Regions from separate parts of the Zea mays genome. Here region 1 is linked to region 2. A link is a contact called in public Hi-C data. All regions are on one chromosome and are shown on one strand. The core of a region is the stretch at or near the end of the contact, and the rest is flanking DNA. Distances in the headings are between cores, read along the strand shown. Region 1 holds the start of LOC100282952 (vesicle-associated membrane protein 725). Region 2 holds the start of LOC100277083.

Region 1 (5,599 bases), core at 273-2,772, 200 kb after region 2:
CATCACCTTATGGTCTCCAATCCAAGTTACTTCATCGATGCTAATTGTAAATTTATTAATTAGATGTAGGTGGAAAAAACATATTTATGATTCTAGGTTAATTATGTGTGTTTTTAGATTATTTCTATTAGACTCAGGTTCCATAGTGAACCTCTCCACGATCAACTTATCAGAACCATACTACCATTTCAATATCTGTATTGGCCAAAAAATGGGAGCAAAACTGCAAAGTCAGATATCCATGTCGTTCTTTTTTATGTACGTTGTCCAATTCCATATTAGCGGCCGTAGCCACTGTCGACAAGGCATCCTCCATACACATTGTAGAGTCTAAAAATCATTGTCGCCATAATGAACAATAATAATGTCTCCTCACCGCTTCTCCTCCAGGATGCCGGATGCAGGTGCACAACACCATCCACGCCAACGCTGTTTTCGTCGTTGACGACCCTGCCGTCCATGCGCGTCACCATTGGACAATGCTTCAAACCGCTCAATGCGTCGTCGAGACGGAGGCGCACGACGTCATCCACGCGGTGGCACGGGTGACGATAAGCTCTGCTATAGCACGCGCGAATGCGCGCGTAATTTACTAGTAACCTGAAGTAATATCTTCACTGTTCATCAATTACAGAGGTAGAACCTAAAATCAAACATGCTTACATACTTAGTTTGTGATAATATAAAATTTCAAGCATGATAACTAAAATAGGAGGAAAAAGGTGTTCACTAGTCCCGTACATCACGTACACCTTGATATCGATCGCCTCGCTAAATATCATATCTTTCACCAGCTTATGAAGTGTCCTAGTTTTAACAACTGAAGTTAAACATGTATTTAAACATTAGAAAATAATTTTATGTGAAAATACATTACATAAATAGTGCCGTAGTCATATAAAGCTTTGCTTTGTCTAAATGAACTATGTCCGCGTTTGGTTTGTACATATTAGGGCATGTACAATAAGTGTCTTGATCTGTGTTTTCGATTGTGTTTAAGGGGGTAAACATAAAAAAACTCAAGACGTTTTCTTGACTCTATGCTCGAGACATGGAATTAGCTGATTGGTCAATGATTGATATAATAAATATAGCTAGATATATGTTTTAGACACGTCCACGTCCCCTGTATTATATTATATTTTAGCTGTATTTTATAATTAAAGTGCACTTGAAGCGTATACGTGATTTTTCATAAAGCTGCGTTTGGATCCGTAACATATTTTCAAAATAACTGCCATTAACCAAACACGGCCTATAATAGAGTGACAGTGACTCCACTATCTTGATTCTTGAACTAACACAATTGGGGGAAGGTAATTTTTTTAGGAAAAATTTTTTTAACGACAAAGGGAGACAACCATGAGGCATGGGCTGGACAGCTCGTCAACCGAAGCCTGATCAAAGTCTCGAGTCTAAGCAAAGCCAATATCACTACTAATAAAATTGTTCGAAGGACCGTCATGCAAAACTCCATCAACAAAATTTGATTTTCCTTTCCTTTCCTTTTCCACCCCCGACTATTACCCCTCCTCCCACTCCACGGAGAAGCGAAACCGACCTTTCCCCCTCCCCCGCATTCCACCTCGCGGAGATCCAGTCCAGCCCTAGGGTTTCGCCAGCGGCGAGCCAAACTCCACGAGCGGGGGAAGAGGGGAAAGCAGGGACGACGAGGGGGCAGCCATGGGGCAGCAGTCGCTGATCTACGCGTTCGTGGCCCGTGGCACGGTCATACTGGCCGAGTACACGGAGTTCACCGGCAACTTCACCACCATCGCCTCCCAGTGCCTCATGAAGCTCCCCGCAAGCAACAACAAGTTCACCTACAACTGCGACGGTCACACTTTCAATTACCTCGTGGAAGACGGATTCAGTGAGTTGTCTGTCCTGCCTTCTCGAATGATCCTTTTTATTAGCCGTGCGATTCGTTGCGGAGTTCAACCGATCTGTCTGTACCAGGCATGGCCATGCCTGATTGTGGCCACCTGTGTGTAGATCTTGCTGATTTGGTCGATATGCGGTTAGGTCGTTTTGATTGCACTTGGTGATCATGTTGGCTGGTACTGTACAGTTAGTGCTGTGTGGGAAATGGAGGGAAATGCTCCCTGTGCTCGCCTTAGCTATACCCTTAGTTACCTGGTGAAGTCTTAGATGACAGGCATTGTTTGAGACTCGAGTTTGACAGTATTTGTAGATACGTGGAGTGCCGTGGTATTTGCTGAATCTTGTTCAGTTAAGCTCATGGCATTAGCTGCAGCCGATGGCAGCAGTTCACCCTGTTGCCTATAAGTTTGCTATTTTTAGTAGATGTATTTGGTGGTGACTGTTGCGTGCTTGTTTTTTTGGCTCCTTGTTACGCATGCACATTTGTATCTTTTAAGTAATTCCTCGTGATTTAAGAACCGGTATGATTGCTGTTTTTGTTGAATGATGATTTGAATATAATATTATCTTTTTTTATTATGGTATAATGTCACGGTAAGATTCCATAGGCCATAAGTTCTATTTCGACGTACTCCTGTTTCGAGGAGACATTGCCATCAATGATGATTTCATAAATAATAACCGGATATGGCACAGGTGTGGTAGGTAATCTGTCTTTGCATTAGACTAAGGGTATGTTGATGCATCCTACATAATATCAGAATGACTCTCCTCTAAGAATACTTAGGGGGTATTTGAATGCACTAGAGCTAATAGTTAGCTGCTAAAATTAGCGGAAGACATTCAAACAATCTAGTTAATAGTTCAGCTATTAGCTACTTTTAGCAAATTAGCTTATAGTTAGCTAGCTAATTCCACCAGTAATTTTTTAGCCAACTAACTATTAGCTCTAGCGAATTCAAACACCCCCTTACACTATTGCAAAATTAGTGTTTGTTCTGTTCTCTTTTGGTCTTTTGTCTTGCTTTGTTTCATACCTGGGCCTTTTCCCTGTCAACTCATACTTGATACATGTATCATTAAGAGGTGAGGCGTGCACTCAATGTGAAATCAGATCATGTTAAGCGCATTTAATGGATTGTTTACCAGTTATAGTATTTGTAACAGCATCATCTTACTGTTATTCTCACTATAGTATTTGTAACAACATTATCACATTTAAGAACTCGAAAGTGCTTGTCTACCACCCTTAAACTGCGCACTTCTTAAACGAACTTGGTTTGTGTTGCAATAATGCCATGCCAGTCAATTTTAAATGAGTTAAATGCATCAGCGATGCCTAAACTTGTCAAAGGGTGTCACTTAGGCCCATAAACTTTGTAAATGTGTTTTGGGTCCCTAAAATTGTTTATGGTGTACCCCACATCCCTAAACTTGTAAAATGGTGCATCACAGGTCCATTTTTGGACCATACCGCCATTGTGGTGCACCCCTAAACAAGTTTAGGGGCCTAGAAATGTGCTTTCAAAGTTCATGGACTAAAGTGGCACTAACACTTCAGGGGCTTATCATGCATTTAACTCATTTGAAATTACGGACGAAAACTACAAGTCTGCAGGCCTAATGCCCCACTTTGCTTTGCAGCATACTGTGTTGTTGCTGTTGAATCGGTGGGGCAACAAATTCCTATTGCTTTCATGGATAGGGTTAAGGAGGATTTCACAAAAAGGTATGGTGGTGGGAAAGCTGCTACTGCTGCAGCTAACAGCCTCAATCGAGAGTTTGGGTATGTATCACCAAGGTCTTGAACTCAGTGAATATATTGTGCCTCACTAGTCCCCCCCCCCTTAATACAATATATGTACTTTCTGCAGATCAAAACTTAAAGAACACATGCAGTATTGTGTGGATCACCCTGAAGAGGTTAGCAAGCTGGCCAAAGTGAAGGCGCAGGTTTCAGAAGTCAAGGGTGTTATGATGGAAAACATTGAAAAGGTACACTTTGTGGATTGATCATGGTTTACAGTCTAGACTGCTGGTATTGAGGGCCACTGTAAGAATGTTCTGATTGCTTTTTTCTTTTTCCATTTTTCAATGCAGGTTCTGGATCGTGGAGAGAAGATTGAGCTGCTTGTCGACAAGACCGAGAATCTTCGCTCACAGGTCTTCATGGAATTCCTTGCTCTGTAGTGCGCCACTGAATATTGTATTGTTTTCTTTTTGTAGCTGGTATTTTCCACTGAATAATGTACATATTGCCTAGGAGGGCAGGTTAGTTTCCTTAGATGTCAGAATATCTGTAGGTTAGAAAGGAAATCAATTTCAATAAATGCTGAAAGCTTGAAATATATATAAGCTACTAAGCAGCATACTATGCCAAATACCAAGAATATTGTCATTGTCTTGTTAGCATTATATGCAATTATAAATACGAAGTATTGAAATGAATGCATAAGGCAGTGTCCGCAGATCTTGTATATGGCCGTGTAAAATACTGTTTTGCACTAACACTGTTTACAGTGTTGTGTTTGAAATAGAAGATGAGATAAGAGAGCTGCTGGAGATTGATAGCCTAACCTTTCTTTTAAGGGTTGGGTGCCCTTTCAATCGATGCCTTTTTTGGGTTTTTGATCTTAAATCTATTTTGATTTTGTTATGTAACTCCTATTTGCATGGTCGATTTGGGGTATGTGAAACAATGGCCAGATTCTTATAATCTGTCTGTTTGCAGGCACAAGATTTCAGACAGCAGGGAACAAATGTCAGGAGAAAGATGTGGTTACAGAACATGAAAATCAAGCTCATCGTCCTGGGAATAATCATCGCACTCATTCTGATCATTATCCTCTCTGTCTGTCATGGTTTCAAATGCCATTAAGCACAGACCAGAATACTGATACATTCAACTGCACCTATTATACTGCTGCTTGGAGCAAAAAAAAGTATGATCTTTTGTTGTTTCGCTAGTGTGCTGTGGCCCGGTCATTATGCATAGGTGTTTTACATTGTCGTAGTGTTTGATAAATGATGGATGGTGACTGGGTTTGTTGTGTCAACTGTCATAACTATTGTGCATTTTTGGACGCTATATGTGTAGCCTTGATATGAATAGATTTACTGTACTTATAAGGGCTGGTGTGACTCAGCCGTTTGCTCCTTTGGGCAATGTGCGCATTTGGGAGCATCTTGCATTTACCTCGTTTACCTCAGAAATGCAGCTTGGAAAATATGAGCACGGAATCGATTTTCCGTTTCAGGCTCTTGCAACATGACTAGCCCTGAAAGTTTTGATCGGTCCTGAAAGTTTTGATCGGTCCATTTCACGACACGAAAATAAGAACTCAAAGCACGGCATAAAAAAATGGGTCGTTCTGATGGTGTTGTACCTTAAATTTAGGCACAAAGGGTGGGTGGCATGGCACGACATGACTAGATGAGTCGTGTTTGAGCCGGCGTACGAAGTGAGGCATGAATTAAAAAACTTGTGTTAAAATATTGGTTTCTCTTACTTATATGATTTTCAGTCTATAGCAAAGTTATAAACATTTTAAGAATGTATTTTTTAGATATATATAAGTTTTTTGTTCATGCTTGGGCCGGCACGGCACGATCATCGACCTGCTGTGCTTCGAGCCGGGCTGGACCTACCGTTTAGTATTTAGGCATGACACGTCTCACTCCAAAATTATTTCGTGGCGTGCTGACCACGCACAAC
Region 2 (6,147 bases), core at 614-3,113:
TTTTCATGGAATATATAGCTGATATAAATTGCAATGCAGGTGTATCAGAGAGAAGCACTTCAAGGTTAATTTGTTGAGCAAATTGGAGATGCTGGATTTTGTATTTTGGCAGGTGATGTATGCTTTTCAGCATGCCGTGTTTTATTGAACTCGTCAAGTCCTGCAGAAGCTGAAACTGATCATGTATAAGACTTTGCCTTGTGTCACAATGGGTGCATTTGCTGGTGGTCCTTGGATCAGGTTGCTCATGAGTGGTGAATGGTCTGACGACTTCAGAAGAGGATAGATCTGAGATTACCTTTCATGCATGTTAAGGAAGTTAAGTAGTTGATGCCTTCAAATAAATGGAGAAACGTCAGGTGAACCGCGAGCAGAATTCTGTGGCGCATTTGTTAGCGCAGTTAGCTAGGACTCTGTTCATACAGCTGTTCGATTAAGCCAAATACCTAACTGTATTGCCCATCTAGTAGAACCTAACTGTAACTTGTCCTCTTAATTAATACTAGCAATTAGCAAACATGTCTGTACGTTGCGATCGGAGAAAAAAAACTATCAAATATTTAGGAGAACAATGACACGAGTGATACATAGCATTATTTATGTTTCACCATTTATGGAATTTAAAGACTAATTCGTTTTGTGATGACCATGATATCCATTATAAAAATTAATGTTGTGAACATTATGATAATGGCGTGTTTGTTTTCAATTAAAATCGGATCTGCTGGCCTCCAAGTCTCCAACTGGAAGAAGAGAGAAAATCTCACCAAACATCTTACGGTACTGATGATTGGACTAGCACTCATGTTTTTTTTTTCTTATTTTTGAGTAAAATGCAGGAACAGTCATTAAACGAACTTGTGTCATTTGGATTCTAAAACTTACAAAACCAGGAATGGCTCATGTTACTTGATTAGTTCGTGCAAAACCGTCTAAAATCAGGTTTTATCAAACCAGATGTCGACTCGATGTGCCAATTTTGTTTTTAGTTTTTTTTTTGGCTGAGAAAACAGATTCGTTTTTTAAAATTTTGAAAACCTGTACACCAAGTTTTCTAAAAAAAACGAATTTTACCGAGACAGTTGCTCGGCTAGGATTCACGAAAACTACGTTTTGAATTTGAACTTATAAACCGGTTAGAAAATTTGAAATCCGCCGAAAATCGTCTGGTTTTTCGTTTTCGTTGGTTAGCGGGAAATTGAATTGAAACGGTTTTGTTAGCCCGTAGCTTGATTCCGACAAACTTTAAAGCAGCATGTTTACGTCTCGAATCAGAGAGGCAGCTAGTTTGTCGCTACCATGGCGCGTCCTCGGTCCACCGATGGATTTCGCAGGAAGCCACATTTGGAAAGAAAAAAAAAGATTTTTTTCTCGCTCATTCAAACAGCTTTCGTACCGAATTAAAACGCCACTGCTGACCAGAGAAGAGAAGAACATCATTATTGGAAGTTTGAAATTGGATGGACGGTCCATTCTGAGATGCTAGTGAGGTCTAGAAGCCCGCGCCGCCGGCCGGACTTGTTGCGAAGAGAAACACGGAGACGGAACGGAAACACGCTTGCATTTGTCAGCAAAAAAAAGAAAAATAAAAAAGGCAAGTCATGTGCTGTATTGCTGTAGCAGTAGTATAGATGCGAAAACCTGGCAGGGAAGTAACGTAACGCACCCAAGCCCAAGGAACGCCTCCCAGCCGCCAATGCCCATGCATGATCAGACGCGGCCGCGGGTTTCCTCCAGATGCTTCGCTGCCTGCACTGGCGGTTCCACCCGTCCAACACGCGTTCGTGGATGCCTCAGGCCGCCGACACGTACCTCGGCTGCGGCGGGCCTATAAAGTGACGCGCGAGGCACGGGCGGCCCAGCACGCACCTGCTCCATTACCCGTCTGCCGTCGGCATAACATAATCGTCGTCGCGTGCAGTCCCCATTCCCTTTTCCAGTGGTCTGTTGCTCGCGCTTCGTCCAGCTTCCCCGGAAGAGGTAGCACGGCAAGGGCAGAGGATGAGTGACCCCAAGTACGCCTACCCCTACCCCGCGCAAGGTACTTCCACGCTACATACACACCACGCTGCTCGTCTCGATCCATCATCGTCCTCATCGATTTGATCCGATCCGTGTGAAGAAACGAATAGAACTGCTTGGTCGATCCGGTGCTGACAGGTTACTTTTCGTTTCTTGGTTGATTTGTGTACCCAAAAAAAAACAGGTTACTACCAGGGGCCGTACCAGGGCCCGCCGGTGATGGCGCCGCCGCAGTACGCCGCGCCGCCGCCCAGAAGGGAGCCGAGCTTCCTGGAAGGCTGGTACGTATTCCCGGCCGGCCAACTCTCTGACCCTCTCTCTATTATTCCTCTGCCGCAAGTTTACTGTGCAGGCTCTGTCGTCTCTGTACTGTGTGGTTAATTCCAAGTGATGGCTCTCGCTTCATCTGTTACGTTCTTGCGCCATCATAATCTAATCGGTTATTCTGCAGCCTGGCCGCGCTGTGCTGCTGCTGCTTGATCGACGAGTGCTGCTGCGACCCGTCCATCATCTTCGTCAGCTAGACTAGACGAGGAAGAACCTATTGGTATATATAATATGTATGTATCCAGTTGTACTCTTAGCTTTATTCCTGCAACCTTCAAGCTCGAGATGATCTGTATCTCGGTCGAGTTGGTGTGTATCTGTCATGGTATTGCTTCTAATTTGCTGCTGAATCGAGAACATATTCGCCGTTGAGTTCTTGTTGGCCTGCTGCGCCTCGCCTGGGAAGGGAACCATTTACCTTCACCACTGCGGCTGAGCTTTTTGAAAAGAAGGCGAGGTGACTACTGGGTGGATAGAGAAGAGGAGCAGAAGCAGACCGGATGCTTCTCACCTTCTTCCACTTGCAGTCGCACGCAAGCCACAACCGAAAGCCCCGTGTGTCCCGTCACCGGAATATATGCGAATCCGGCGCCTTTTCAGACACGTGAATTCGGGAGGAAATGGCTCTAGGCGCAGCCGGCGGGGGAGGCTGTGATCGCAGGAGGGCCGGGCCGGGGATGGCGATGGATGGAGACGACCATTTTCTTGCGCATGCGTGTGAGTTTGAGGGCTGCTAGGCGGCTAGCTATGCTCTCGGCGTGGTTCTAGCCCGAAGAACAACACGATGGTGACGGTCCAGATCGCGCCAGGCGTGGTCTGTGCTCTAGAAGCCACTCGCCCACTCCAGTCTGGAAGCGTTCTGGCTGCCACCCACGCCGGATGATTGCTCTCATGGAATGCAGCCCCATGAATGCTCGGTGTCGGTGCGCTTGTCGCGGCTAGACCTGAAACTTGGGCCGGGCCGGTACGGCACGAGCCCATCGTGTCTTGGGCCTTAAGTCTTCAGGCCGACACGGTCTTTAATATTTTTGGACCGTACTAAACTAAACACTTAAAATCTAAGCCTGACACGGCAGTAAAGCACGTCGTGCTTGTCTTGGACCGAGCCGGTCCAGGCACGGTCCACAACCAAACAAGCCATTTTGAAGATATATATAATGAAATCTAATATAATTTTGATGTCATATTTTTACCGGCCTTTTTGCCGTCGGGCCGCCCCGAGCACGGCCCAGTCACTTGTGCCGGACCGGGTGGTACGATGGGCTCAAAATCAAAGCCTAGACCAGCCCTTTATTCATGTCGTGCTAACACGACCCAATATATTTCGTGTCGGGCCGTACTTTGAGCCCGTTTCTGGGTCGTGTCTGACCGGCCCAAAACAGGCGAGGGGATACGCCCGCGTGTAAAGAAGTTATGCGCAATATAAAAGTCCGCCGTTGATTTCTCATATGGAATGTACCATTTATTTCTCAAATGGAACCATGGTCGTTTTTAGTGTATCCCCTCTGAATTTTAGGTGCCGGATAAAATGTAACGTAAATGACAATAGTAATGATTCACATTTAAATATCAGCGATAACAAGTTTAAATAGGCCGGTATCAGTTTCTAGTACCATATCTCCTTATGGTTAGATTTAAATAAACATGGTTAAACTTAACAAACATGATTTAATATATTGATTTGAAGTACCGAGTGGAGGGCATTCTAATGGTCACCAGAGAGAGTGGCTAGGCAAACGTGTCGATGGGCCTGAGAGGATGAGCTTGTTGAGGTGTGCAGCCGGTGAAGGAGTTTCAGGTGAAGGTCACTTACCCTGAGGCCGCCTTCGACTTTTACTTTGAGAACCAAGTCCCAAGCAACAATAAACTAGGCGCCAGTGGACCCCTTTTGGCCATCTCAAGAGGAAGCTCCCGCTAGTAAAAAAAAAGCTTAAAACATACGGTGCGATATATTTTTATAGACGGATTCGGTTATCAATCGTCTATATTATTTTTAGTGACGGTTTCTTAAGAAAACCACTACTAGAAAATGTATTTCTATATAAGGTTTCTTAAGAAAACCGTCTGTAAAAATCCATGATTTCTAGTTGTGGTTTTCTTAAGGGACCGCATATAGAAATCAATTCCTAGTGGCGGTTTTTTATCCTTAATTTTTCGAGTTTTTCAAATGACCTCGTATGATAAAACCATCAAAATAAAAGTTGTAGATCTCAAAAAGTTATGAAACTTTATAGTTGACAACTTTTTTATTTGAACTCATTTCGGTTCTCAAAAATTGAATATAAGTATATCAAATTTAAAATTCAAATTTTGTAAACTACCTCGGATGAAAAAAGTGTCAAAATGAAAGTTGTAGAACTTCAAAAGTTATTCAACTTTGTAGTTGACAATGTTTTTATTTGAATTCGTTTACGGTCTCAAAAAAACAATTTACACTCGGTTGTAATATGTGGACAAAAAAACTACAAACTAGATACAAAGCATGCCATAGACAGTGGTAGCAGAGGGTATCACGAGGGTGAGGTTCGGTTCAATTACTAATAATCATGGTAAATGTCGTGACTTGTGACTTAAATAATTTTTTTGTTGTTTTTAAAACCCGTTTAATATTTTTAAAAATAATTTTTCACTGGCAGATTTATTATGTCGACCGCCAGTGAAAAATCAATTTTCACTGACGGTCCTCAGTTACCCGTCTGTAAAAATGATGACCCTAGCACCGACGGTTCTAAAAAACGTCAGTGAAAATAGGTTTACAACTGTCACTATATAGCTTCTTTGTACTACCCAACGTTGTTGATCAATGTTGCAAATTGTCCCCTTTGGTAGCTTATCAATAGCACTCATGATATAGTTGAGGAGGTTGCTGGTGCGTCCCATGGGGTTGAGGAGGTTTGTTTACCATCATTCTAGGTATTTGTCTCTCTTCCCTATGCAAAGAGAGAACATGTGCAGTCAGAGTTTGGTGGTGAGACGGGGAGCCCTATGTAGGACTGGGGGAAGGCCTCTCGTTTCCAACTGAGCATGTCACCACACTGGGCAGCAGTTGCATTGTCCAAGTGCATGGGAACGATCACACTCTTTGGGAAGTTGATTTTCAGGCCAGTAGATGATTTGAAAAGATCCAGCACAGTTTCAAGGCTGGAGGCATCAGACTGATGGCCCTTGACTCCTTGAGGAGGATGAGTTTGTCATCAGCATATTGGAGAATGGAGCAAGGTCTGTCAGTTGAGATGGGTGGTTGATCCTGTCATCATGCTTGATCATAGCTTGGAGGATGTCTGCCACCAAAAGGAAGAGGTATGGTGATAGAGGGTCGCCCTGTCGCAGGCCGCGTTTAAAGTGGAACCAGGGGCCAGGGTGGTCGTTGACAAGAATGGCAGATCTTAGAGGTTTCCAAGAGTTGTTTTGTCCAAGATCTCCATTTTGCGCTGAAGCCACACACTCAGGAGATTTCTATCAAAGCTTCACAGTTGACAGTGTCGAAGGCCTTGGCAAAATCAAGCTTGAAGACCAAGGTAGGTGTTTTGCGCATGTGTAAGCACTGAATCATCTCCAAGGCATATATGAAGTTCCCTGTGATGGATATTTCCTTAAGGGCTAGTTTGAGAGACCAAAAATCGAAGGAGATTCGAGGGGTTAAAATCTCCTTCTTATTCAAAATTGAATAGGGAATGGATTTTAGCCCCTCCAATCCCCTTCGGTTTTGTGTCTCCCAAACTAGCCCTAAGGAAGCCAGTCTAGCGAGATCAATAAGGGATATGATGTTTTTTTTGAAGGCGATATAACCAATGAATC

What was found. Hi-C and Micro-C count contacts between places; a contact is called where the count stands out from the background.
Region 1: a contact with region 2 is called in a Hi-C map of leaf, with 6 times the contacts expected there. The contact joins the promoter of LOC100282952 here to the promoter of LOC100277083 in region 2. A contact is called at or near these places in 2 of 25 Hi-C or Micro-C datasets (both in leaf).

The regions. Positions count from the first base shown.
Region 1 is chr1:296,462,736-296,468,334 of Zm-B73-REFERENCE-NAM-5.0, forward strand. It overlaps LOC100282952 (vesicle-associated membrane protein 725), which reads left to right and starts at 1,523. Exons shown (of 5, transcript NM_001155857.1): 1 at 1,523-1,873; 2 at 3,529-3,670; 3 at 3,759-3,879; 4 at 3,985-4,047; 5 at 4,616-5,075. The coding sequence starts at 1,684. The coding sequence ends at 4,762.
Region 2 is chr1:296,261,849-296,267,995 of Zm-B73-REFERENCE-NAM-5.0, forward strand. It overlaps LOC100277083, which reads left to right and starts at 1,864. Exons shown (of 3, transcript NM_001363972.1): 1 at 1,864-2,041; 2 at 2,207-2,303; 3 at 2,474-2,721. The coding sequence starts at 2,002. The coding sequence ends at 2,546. It overlaps LOC100384848, which reads left to right. Exons shown (of 2, transcript NR_160677.1): 2 at 40-583.